Regions from separate parts of the Hordeum vulgare genome. Here region 1 is linked to region 2. Evidence: chromatin contacts called from public Hi-C data. All regions are on one chromosome and are shown on one strand. The core of a region is the stretch at or near the end of the contact, and the rest is flanking DNA. Distances in the headings are between cores, read along the strand shown. Region 1 has its middle 33 kb from the start of LOC123430515. Region 2 holds the start of LOC123430511 (peroxygenase-like).

What was found. A called contact is a pair of places that touch in the nucleus more often than the background predicts.
Region 1: a contact with region 2 is called in a Hi-C map of leaf, with 5 times the contacts expected there. The contact joins the enhancer-like site here to the promoter of LOC123430511 in region 2. A contact is called at or near these places in 2 of 6 Hi-C or Micro-C datasets (leaf and seedling).

The regions. Positions count from the first base shown.
Region 1 is chr2H:556,307,200-556,312,448 of MorexV3_pseudomolecules_assembly, forward strand. No RefSeq gene overlaps it. Among protein-coding and RNA genes, the nearest start is that of LOC123430515, 33 kb to the right of the region's middle. Within about 2 kb of position 3,247, at least 2 of the 3 cell types and tissues checked have open chromatin away from gene starts, as enhancers often do. A contact at or near this core is called in leaf, where this site is marked.
Region 2 is chr2H:555,991,059-555,996,040 of MorexV3_pseudomolecules_assembly, forward strand. LOC123430511 (peroxygenase-like) reads right to left here and starts at 2,384. Exons shown (of 6, transcript XM_045114378.1): 1 at 1,959-2,384; 2 at 1,723-1,878; 3 at 1,504-1,589; 4 at 1,301-1,395; 5 at 165-290; 6 at 1-66. The coding sequence starts at 2,250.

The DNA of each region.
Region 1 (5,249 bases), core at 1,997-4,496, 320 kb after region 2:
TGCATTGTATAGCTTCAACATCCATGGGAATGAAGTTTGCACATAATCTATCAAGGTCCCAGCTGCGAGTGGCCTCCACCATCAACTCCGACACAAACTCAGGTGGATTCCCTGCTTGCATACACACAGGCCGCAACAAATGATCACGAGGGATCCAGTTATCTTCCATAATGCGTGTGGACGCTCCGTAGCCACATTTTCCAGCGTGACTCACTGTCGTCGTCCCTTTGTAGCATAAAGTGTATGGTTCGACTCCATTGAACGTCTTTGGATGGATCCGCATTTCTTTTTCGTGAAATTTTACATCGAACATCTCTGAATGGGTCGGCCCATTTATGCTCCGTTCAACCAAAGCTCAACTATTGAACACACATGCATCCAACAGGAGGGGACCTTCTATGCGTCGCTCGTTGCGGCAAACTGTTCATCGGACGCACAAGGGGGTCGTCTGACTGGGCTTGCCCAGTTTTTTTGGTCTTAAGAAAATCTCATATTTTCTATTTTCCTTTTTTTGTTCCTTTTTCTTTCTTTTTAGTTCCTTTCTTTTTTCCTTTTTTGGTTCGTTTTTCTTTCCTTTTTCCTTTTTTCGTATTTGAAGCAAAACATTTTTCTAATTTCAAGGTCATTTTTCGAATTTACGAACAATGTTTGAAAAATGTCATCTTCTTGAATTTTGAAACATTTTTTAAAACAAAGAAGATTTTTCGAAATTTTAAAACAATTTAGAAACACAAACTTGTTTTCAAAATTAAACAAAATTTGGAAAATACCGAACATTTATTGAAAATCCTGAACAATTTTGAAGTTATTAATAATTTTGAAAAACGGCAACTATTTCAAATTTAGAAGATATTCTTAAAAATCATAGACGTTTTTTGAATTTGAAGATTTTTTAAATCAAGAACATTTTTTGAATTTATGAACAAAGTTTGGAAAACGACAATTGTTTTGAAGTTTGGAATATTTTCAAAAGTAAGAATATTTTTAAAGCTTTAAGAATAATTTTCAAACATGAACTTAGTTTACAAATTGAACAAAAGTTTTTTATTTCAAAAAATTTCAGAAAATAACAAACATTTTCTGAAAATACTGAACATGTTCTTGAAAAACCGAACATTTTTATCGCAGTTATAAATGTTTTTTAAAAACGGTAACTATTTGAAATTGAGGATTTTTTGAAAAAAGAAAAAATATTTTTTGAATTTGAAGAACATTTTTTGCAATCCAGACTTTTTTTTTGAAAACCGAGAACATTTTTTGAAATAGAAACAGAAAAAAAGAAACAGAAAAGGAAAAGAGAAAAGAAAAAAGAAAAAAAGAAAATCTGGTTGAGGGAATTTTCTAGAAGTTTTCAAAAACCAGAAAAAACTGGCTGGAAACCTATAGAAGGTTTCCCAAACCAGCAAAACCGTCTGAAAATGTTCTGCTTGAGTGGGTTGGCCCAATCTCTTCCTAATAATAAAGCAAATACGGTTTCTATTCGTCCGTGGTGGAAATTACCCCTAAAGTTTGCATAAATTACCCACCATGTCACCGGTAAGTAATAGAAAACGTTTCACAAAGCGAAAAATCTTAGACTCGGCCGGCCCACATAAAAATATCCTATATTACGCTCTGCATGCTGGGAGAATATCCAGCACACCGTATGGGCCGGCCCATGCACAGGCGCCTGCTTTTAGTTCCGTTTATTTACTTATTTTCAGTTCCGTTTTATTTTTTTTATTTTCAATAATTTAGAACTTCAAATAATATTTAAATTTTTAATAAACTGAAAATTATAAATCAACATATTTAAAAAATTAAAATGTTTGAGACTTCTAAAACTGCTCGGAGTTTTGTAAAAAATGCTTGCATATACAATAAAATGTTTGCAATTTTCGAAAAATGTTTGTACAATAAGAATAGTCCATGATCTCAAATACAATTCCATGTATTAAAAATTATTAAAGGCATTTAACAAAATGTTTTCAAATTCAAAATATGTTAATGCATTTAAAAAATGTCCTAAAATTTTAAAAATAGCTAATGCCTGTTTTGATAAATTTTTTTATTTAATATTTTCTGTTCAATTTTTGTTTATTTATAATTTAAATAATTTAGAATTACAAAACTTTTGCATATCATAAAATAGGAATTTTAAATTAAAATGCTGACAAATTTTTAGTTTGAATTAAAAATAGGATTCAAAAAAGCGCCGGGTTTTTATATTATTTTTGCAAATTCCAAAAAAATGTCCATGAATTTAATAAATATATTACTGATTTATATTTTTTTTTGTTTATTCAGAAAAACTTCATGCGTTTCAAAAAATGTTTGTGAATTTAAAATAAAATCCTCCAACATCAAAAATTATGTTTATCTTTTCTTGAATTGGTCGCCAATTCAAAAGAAAATATTTAAACCCGTTCAAAATATAAAAATTATGCATGATTTTTAGTAAATGTTTGTAAATTGTAATAAATGTTCTCGATTTTAAAATTGTTACCATATTTATAAATTTGTTTACGAAAGATCTAATGTGTGTAGTTAAACATTAATGCTTCCAAGTCTTTGTGACAATATACCTGTGTGAATTTTGAAAAATTAACTATTGAATGGATCGGATTATTATTGTATGTTTTCTAAAAAAAATCTTGAAATTCAGAATAAATCTTTGAGTTACCAAGATTTTTGACAACCATGATATATACTCCCTCCGTTCCTAAATATAAGACCTTTTAGAGATTGCACTATAAACTACATACGGATGTACATAGACATATTTTAGAGTATAGATTCACTCATTTTGCTCCGTATATAGTCTTGTAATGGAATCCCTAAAAGGTCTTATATTTTGGAACGGAGGGAGTATATTTTGAAAATGTAAAGATTGCTTCAACTTGTGAATAAATTTTAAAAAAGAAACATTTTCTTGCATTTGTGCATAAAATTTCTAAATCAAGCGATGATATGTGAACATAATGTGGTCACCATCATTGGAGATTATAAATTTTTTTCTTCCGTGACGACGCACGGGCCATTTTGCAAGTTAGAATTATCGGATGACACCCCCCCCCCCCCCCAATGGGCAGAGCCTCTACCACTTCCACAAAATGCGGAGAATAGGAGATTCCCAACAGGATCTCTCCTGCTTCATGGCAGGGAAACAAACACAGCAAATTGGCTAAGTGGGCCGCCCTTACCCGCTCCAAGCGTATGAGTATCGAAGTTAAATGTCGAGCCATGGCCCATAAACATTGAAGAATGCTGACAAAACTGGGCCTCAAGTACAAACAATCTATGGCTGCATCCAATCGCATTGTATTTCGCTACAAATCAAACACCAACTATTTAGCATGCAAAATCAAACATTTTTGTAAAAGTTTTAGTTGTCGTCAGGGTCTAGTTTTCTAGCAGTATCTTTGCTGTGTTCAGTCGACTGAAACTTCGTGATATCTATATCTCTTTGATCTTGCATAAAGATTCGTATAATTTCTTTTAACGTTTCTTTTTTTTCATCTTATATACTACTTCCTTTGTTTCAAATTATAAGTCTTTTTAGATATTTCTTTAATGATTTTACATACATATGTATAGGCATAGTTCATAGTTTTTCATTTATTTATTTTATTTTTATGTAATTTATATTAAAATCTCTATAAGACTTTATTCGACCGAGACCTAACCATACCCTTGTAATCTCTATTATTAAAGGAGGATCTGTCGTCCGTTGTGATGGTTCGACCACGACAGATCCCCGTCGCTAGCACTGCCACCGCTAGCAGTTCCATCGATTTTTTCCATCCCTCCATAACCAATCCAGTTTCCATCCCTCCATAAACCAATCCGGTTCAGAGGAGAAAAACACCCTCTACCTCCCCACCTCGATGGTTCGACCTCACCTCGATCTATGTACGCACATCCCCTCTCTCTCTCTCGTGGTTTTCTCCCGTACCGATATGCCTCCCACTTAGGCCTTGTTTGGTACTAGTGTTTTTGAGAAGATTGGTGGGGATAATCCCCCAAGGGATTGGGTGAAACCCCAACCTTCACCCAATTCCTTCAAATCCCCATTTATCCCCAATACACTAGGTAGGGGTAGTGTATTGGGTATTGAGAAAAATGCACTATAATTTGGGGATTTGAGAGGAAATGTGGGGATGAAACAAGTCAAATACACTAGAACCAAATGGTGTTCTGGGAAATGTGGGGATTGAGGGGTTTGATCGGGATAATCCCCATAAATCCCCTAAAATACACTAGTACCAAACAAGGCCTTACGGTTTTTTCACATTCCTGTACGCCCTTCTTCTGCGCACGATCGAGAAGCCCACGAACGTCAGTTTCTCCCACTTCCCTCATCTTCCTAGCACCAACCGGTGTCGAGGTCTAAGCCGCCTATCTTCTCTCCTACTTCCTCTCTCCTCCTCGTGCCTTCACAACGATCAATTCTTCCACTTTTGTGGAGGAAATCCCCGATCTTCTCTCCCACTTCGGCACGACCGCGTGAAAGCCCCGGACACGGGAAACCAGCACCTCCTCCTCGGTACCACCACCGCCCGTTTGCTGATGGCAACAAAGCACCTGCTCGGCTGCTCCACATGAACCTGCGAGGAAGGTTTATGCTGCAGCTGGGTATGGGAGCTACGCGACCTTCGGCGGTGTTCCGCCAACAATGAGCCAATGCGCCGACCAGGAAGGAAGGCGACGGTTCCGGCAGGTGGCGACTTTCATCTCCACGAGTGCATCCTCTAGGGTTGTGCGGTGATGGGCTGACGGCCCGATCTATTCCGACCAGGTTGATTTGGTTCAGTTTTTGTTCTGACTTGGTTAACTTGCATGGATGGAAGGATGATTTACTACCTTCCTCTATTCGGCTACAACTCTTCTCTCCGCCAGGTGCGTATCATATTTGTTTTTGTTCGGCTACAGGAAGGGAATGAGAGGAATGGTGAGAACAATTGTTTATCGTTGCTTCTTGATCTGGCAGGGAGAGAAAGAAAGATAGGGAGAGAGAGGACGGGTAGTTGCGAAAGTGTCCATCTAATCCTGATTTTTGTCAGATATAGATGGGAGAGACAAAGGCAATACAAAATATTTGAGACACTATTCAATTAGCACGGGATTCCACCAAAACATTTTCTCCACTCCTAATTCTACTGACCTTTCCTGAATAGTGTGAACATCACTCGAGCTTCTTGTCCTAGAATTTATACCACCATATGTGTTCTATTCACGGTGGAAAAGCCCAGCTATGAGTCAGAGACAAC
Region 2 (4,982 bases), core at 1,134-3,633:
GACAGGTACCCTTCGTCGTCCCGCGCCAGCGCGTACAGGATCGACCACTCCAGCTTCATCGCCACCCTGCATCCATCCATCTCACACCAGTTAGTTATACAACATCATAGCCGACTGAGATCGAAGGTCAATTCATGCTGATCGTCGAGTGCCTAGGCAGTTACCAGCCGAAGAAGTCGAACACCTCCCGGCACCCCTCCGTCATCCGCCACATCTCCCTGTAGCTCAGCCTGTCCGGGTACGTGCGGGCGTACTTGCTGAAGATGTTCTCGAAGTTCACCGGCATGAACCTGCACAACACCACACGCATTTCACATTGGCCGCCACATTGCAGAAAACCATCGCATTGAAGCGAACGTTTGCGAAAAACACATTTTACGCATTCGTTGCGGAAACACAAGAAATCGCCTAAACTTTTGCAAAAAACACAAACCAGTCGATTGGAGCGTTTTAAATTGGCGCTCCACTATGACATGTGGATTCGATTACGCGACGTATGGATCCGTCACTAATGCCGATGCTAGATTTGTTTGGCTCCATCAAAACCGATTCCATCCCGCCGCTATCTATCGATCGCTCTCTGTCATGTCCTCACTGTCTCGCCGGAGCACCTCCCCCATGGCTAGCCGCCACACGCACGAGGATAGCTGGACGGGCCCCGTGTTCTTGGGGACGAGCTCGTTGCATACCATATCGAATGTGATGCGGCCCATTCGAAAATATTGAAGGAATCCTGCCTCCAAGTAGTTCGGTACGGCGAGGTCCGACGCATGGAGTCGAACACCGCCATCCGCATCCTCCTCTCCAACAGAAACAGGGGCGTTGAGATCGAGGAGGTGAAACGCACGGCCCGTCCGAAAGTCTTGCAGACGGCGCTGGTACGACGGGGTCCGGCGCATGGAGTCGAACGCCACCCCGGGCAGAGAGACTACCTCGGCCTCCCCATCCTCCTCGTCCTCCTCCTCAAATGGAACAGGGACTTTGAGAGGGGGAAGGACCGACAGAATAGCGACCGGATGGAATCTGTTTTGACCGAGTCAGCGCGCCGACGGAGCTAGCGACGGCGTTAATGACGGATCCATGCGCCACGTCATCGAAAATGGAACCCACATGTCATAATCATGCTTAAAACTGTATTTTTTGCAAAATAGTAGATGATTTTTATGTGTTTTCTGCAATGAATGCGTAAAAGGGTGTTCTCCGCAGAAGTTCGCTTCAATGTGATGGTTTTTTGCAATTAACTCCCACCCCGCCGTGAGTACAAGATTAACAGTGGTCATAAGTATATAGTATAACATACCGGCCCTCTTTGTCATAGGTCCCCGAATCACTTCCGTGCTTGCTCTTGTGGATGTTGTGGACGTAAATCGGGAAGAGGGGGTTCGGCAGCCACCCCTGCACAGCCACAAACCGCAGTCAAATCAATACATACAAAGATTGAATGAAGCACGGTGTGATTTCTGAAGTTAATTCCTCTCTAGGTCTCGGACGTAGTTCACTCACGGGCAGGGTGGGATAGCTCATGACCAGGTTCACCAGAAACGCGATGAAGGCAGACATGAACACGTTGAACCCAACCGCACGGCATCCTACGCACATCATCAACCGTTAAATCATATACACCTGGTGTATATATCTGCGCTAGCCGAACCTGAAATCACAAATCAAGACGAAGAGCGGTGCGACTGTATATATATACACATAAAGTAACAAGCGTGGTACCATCGTAAGTTTCCCAGGGATAGATGATGCCGTTGTTGTCGCGGTCGAAGAAGGCGACGTGCTGCTGCAGCACGCTCATGTTGTGGTGCTGGTGGTCATCCGTCGTCGTCCCCTCCGGGTGGTACATGTCCGGCGCCGCCAGAGCCCTCGCCAAATCTGCTCAGCACAATTATTCAGATCATAATATGCCAGTGAAGAACTGAAATGGCAGATCTATGTATGCGTCGCTTAATTACAGGGCTTGGGGACGTGCTCCTCGAGGTCGCCGCGGACGGGGCGCTCAACGGTGACCGGCGCCTGCAGCGCGACCATCTTCAGAGAGTCCTTCCCGTCGACGCCCCGGGAGTCCCCGACCCTGCCGCCCGCGTCGCCATGCCCGTCCGCCCTGTTCGGGCCGCCGGCGGTGTCGTGGTCGCCCTTCCCGTCGGCCCTCATCGCCTCACGGAGGACGTGGACGTCCGCGGCGTCGCCCTTCCCCTCCGCCCTGCTCGCGTCACGGACCTCGACTTTGCGCGCCTTGGTGGCCATCTCCGCCGCTCTGCTACTTGCGGCGCACCAGAACCGGGCGGCGACCGATGAACCGTGGGTGGAATCGTGGAGAAAGCTCCTAGACTGTGGACTGGAGAGCTGCTTCTGCTTCCGAGGTTACAGTGTGGGAGGCGGCGCCGAGGCCGCGCGGCCATATAAAGCGGCACGGAGCAGCGGGACGTGGCGGCGGCGGCACGACGTGGGCGCGTGCATGGTGGTGCGGCCCTGCTCGGCCGTAACGTGTCGCTGGGCGCGCCTACAACGCACCGAGGAATCGTCGTGTCCGGAGGTTTCTCAAGGCATCTCGAGGGCTTGAGTTCCTCGTCGAGCCGGGACGGCTTTGTCTCGCCTCTGGCGAAAAGGTACGTACCGTCGCATCTGGTGCTTTTTAAATACATGTGCAAGGCCCAAAAGCACGCACATCAGCCGGTGTTTATATTTTAATCTACACTAAAAAAACATGTTCGTGCGTTGCAATCGAAGACAAATATTTTATGCGCCATAACCATATATGTGTCATTTTTATTGAGGATTGACTCAATACCTCACATATGAGCATCATCTATTTTAACATGGTGGCTCATCATGTTACCACTTAACTTTCTCTCCTACCTTCTTTTATGGTGATCGCCTTGTTCACGTGATCACAATACATTCAACGTACTAAATTTCAAGGCTATTATCTTACCACTGTACGCCACACTTGTCATTATGTCGCGTAAGAGATTATTTAAAACTTTAAAAACAAATCTCATCGACCACGAACTACTCCCACATCTATACATATAAAGAATTTCGAAAATCTAATAAAATCCTAGACATAAAAGACTTTGAATTAGTGAACAGTTTTTAAATCGTCATTTATTTTAAATTTTGGATTTTCTCAAAAAAATGACAAACATGAGCATGATCATTTCCCGACTATTTTTTCAAATCATGATTATTTTACAAATAAACTATTATTGTTTAAATCCAAGAAACTTTTATGATTTACTAAAAAAATGAATTCACATACATTTTTTATAATTTCTCAAATAATATTTTAGAACTCACACTTTTGAAATTTGAAAATCCCGAATTAATTTAAAGAAGGAAGATAACATAATGAGATTGAAGAAAAGCACGCCTTAGCCACTATGATGGTCGTGCGTATCTGTTAAAGAGGCATCAGTATAATCCCTTTATAATAGCAAAGTACGTGGCGACTTTGGATTTCTTTTTTGACACGTTTTCTTTACTTAAGGGTGGCATAGTGGATAATTTTTGTTAACCTTAAGGGTAGTATTAATGACGTATGGACAGAAGCAATAGTTCCTTTATTAGCAGGTATACATATAGATACTTCTTTCCGAATGATGAGTGCCACGTGTCACGAATCAATTTCAATTCGACGTTCTCACAATTAAAATTGTCAAAAATAAACCAAAACTAAAACTTATCATTCAAACAAAAGTTGTCATTCTCGGGTCACTGCCAATCTCGAGTCACTGGATTTGCCATAGAAAGGCATTCAAAATTACCATGTGTTTGTGTCACATGTGTGACATTTATTGATCTCCTACTTATTTTTTTTAAAAAATACGTACAAATATTTCACAATATATTTTCCTAAATGTTTACAAACGTTCATCCTTCATTCAAAAATGTTAATGTGGTGTTAAGAATATCCGAATAACTTTATAACTTTTTAGAGTACCCTATTTTTCAAAACATTAGAAATATACACATGTTTAAAAAGTTGTGACATTTAAAAAACATGTTTTAAAATATAAAAATATATTTGCGTGATTGAAAAAAATGTTGCCCTTTCAAATCCATTCACACACATTAAAAATATGTTCATCACATTCCGGAAAATATGTTTATACAATCTAAATTATTTCTTTTAGTGCAATTTTTTTTTTGTAACATTCAGCATAATATTTATGAATTTTACATAAGTACACGTGTCCAATAATATGTTTGTGATATTAAAAATGTTTATACAATGTAAAACATGTTGACCTACTTTTGAAAACAAATCATAGCATTCAAAAAAAAGTTTGATGCATGGCAGCTATATTATTGTGCTGGCCCACTAAGCTTGTGTCAAAAGCGAGACCGAAGGATCTATCGGTGATATAACTCCAGCGGTCGTCAAAAGTCAAGAAAAATATGAAATTCTTGTGTGACATTTCCTATTTGGTGCCATAGGCGCTAGTTAACGTGCATTTTTATTAACTCGCGTGTGTGGCGTTCGAACTGGACTGGCCCATCTAGGCGCTTGTGGCGTTTTTTTTAATTCTATGAACTTATTTGAATATTGATATTTTTTCTAAAATTTCAGAGAATACTTTCTAGGATTGATGAACATTTTTTCATATCGATCAACTTTTTTTGAATTTGATGAACATCTGTTTGAAAATGGATGAACTTTTTTAACATTTATGAAATTTGTTTCTCAGTTTAATGAGCTTTTTTCAAAATACATGAACTTTGTTGAATTTTATGAAATTTTTAAAATTTATTGAACTTTTAAAGAAATAAATGAAATTTTATAAATTGGATTTTGTTTCACTTTCAATGAACTTTTTCTCAAATTAATGAAGTTTCTTCAAAATTGATCAACGTGTTTTAAAGTTATGAAAAAAATTTCAAATGTATAAACCGTGTTTCTTTCAATGTATAAACCTTTTTTGATTTTAGATTTGTTTACGTAAAAAAAAACTTGACATCATTATAGTGGGCTGGCT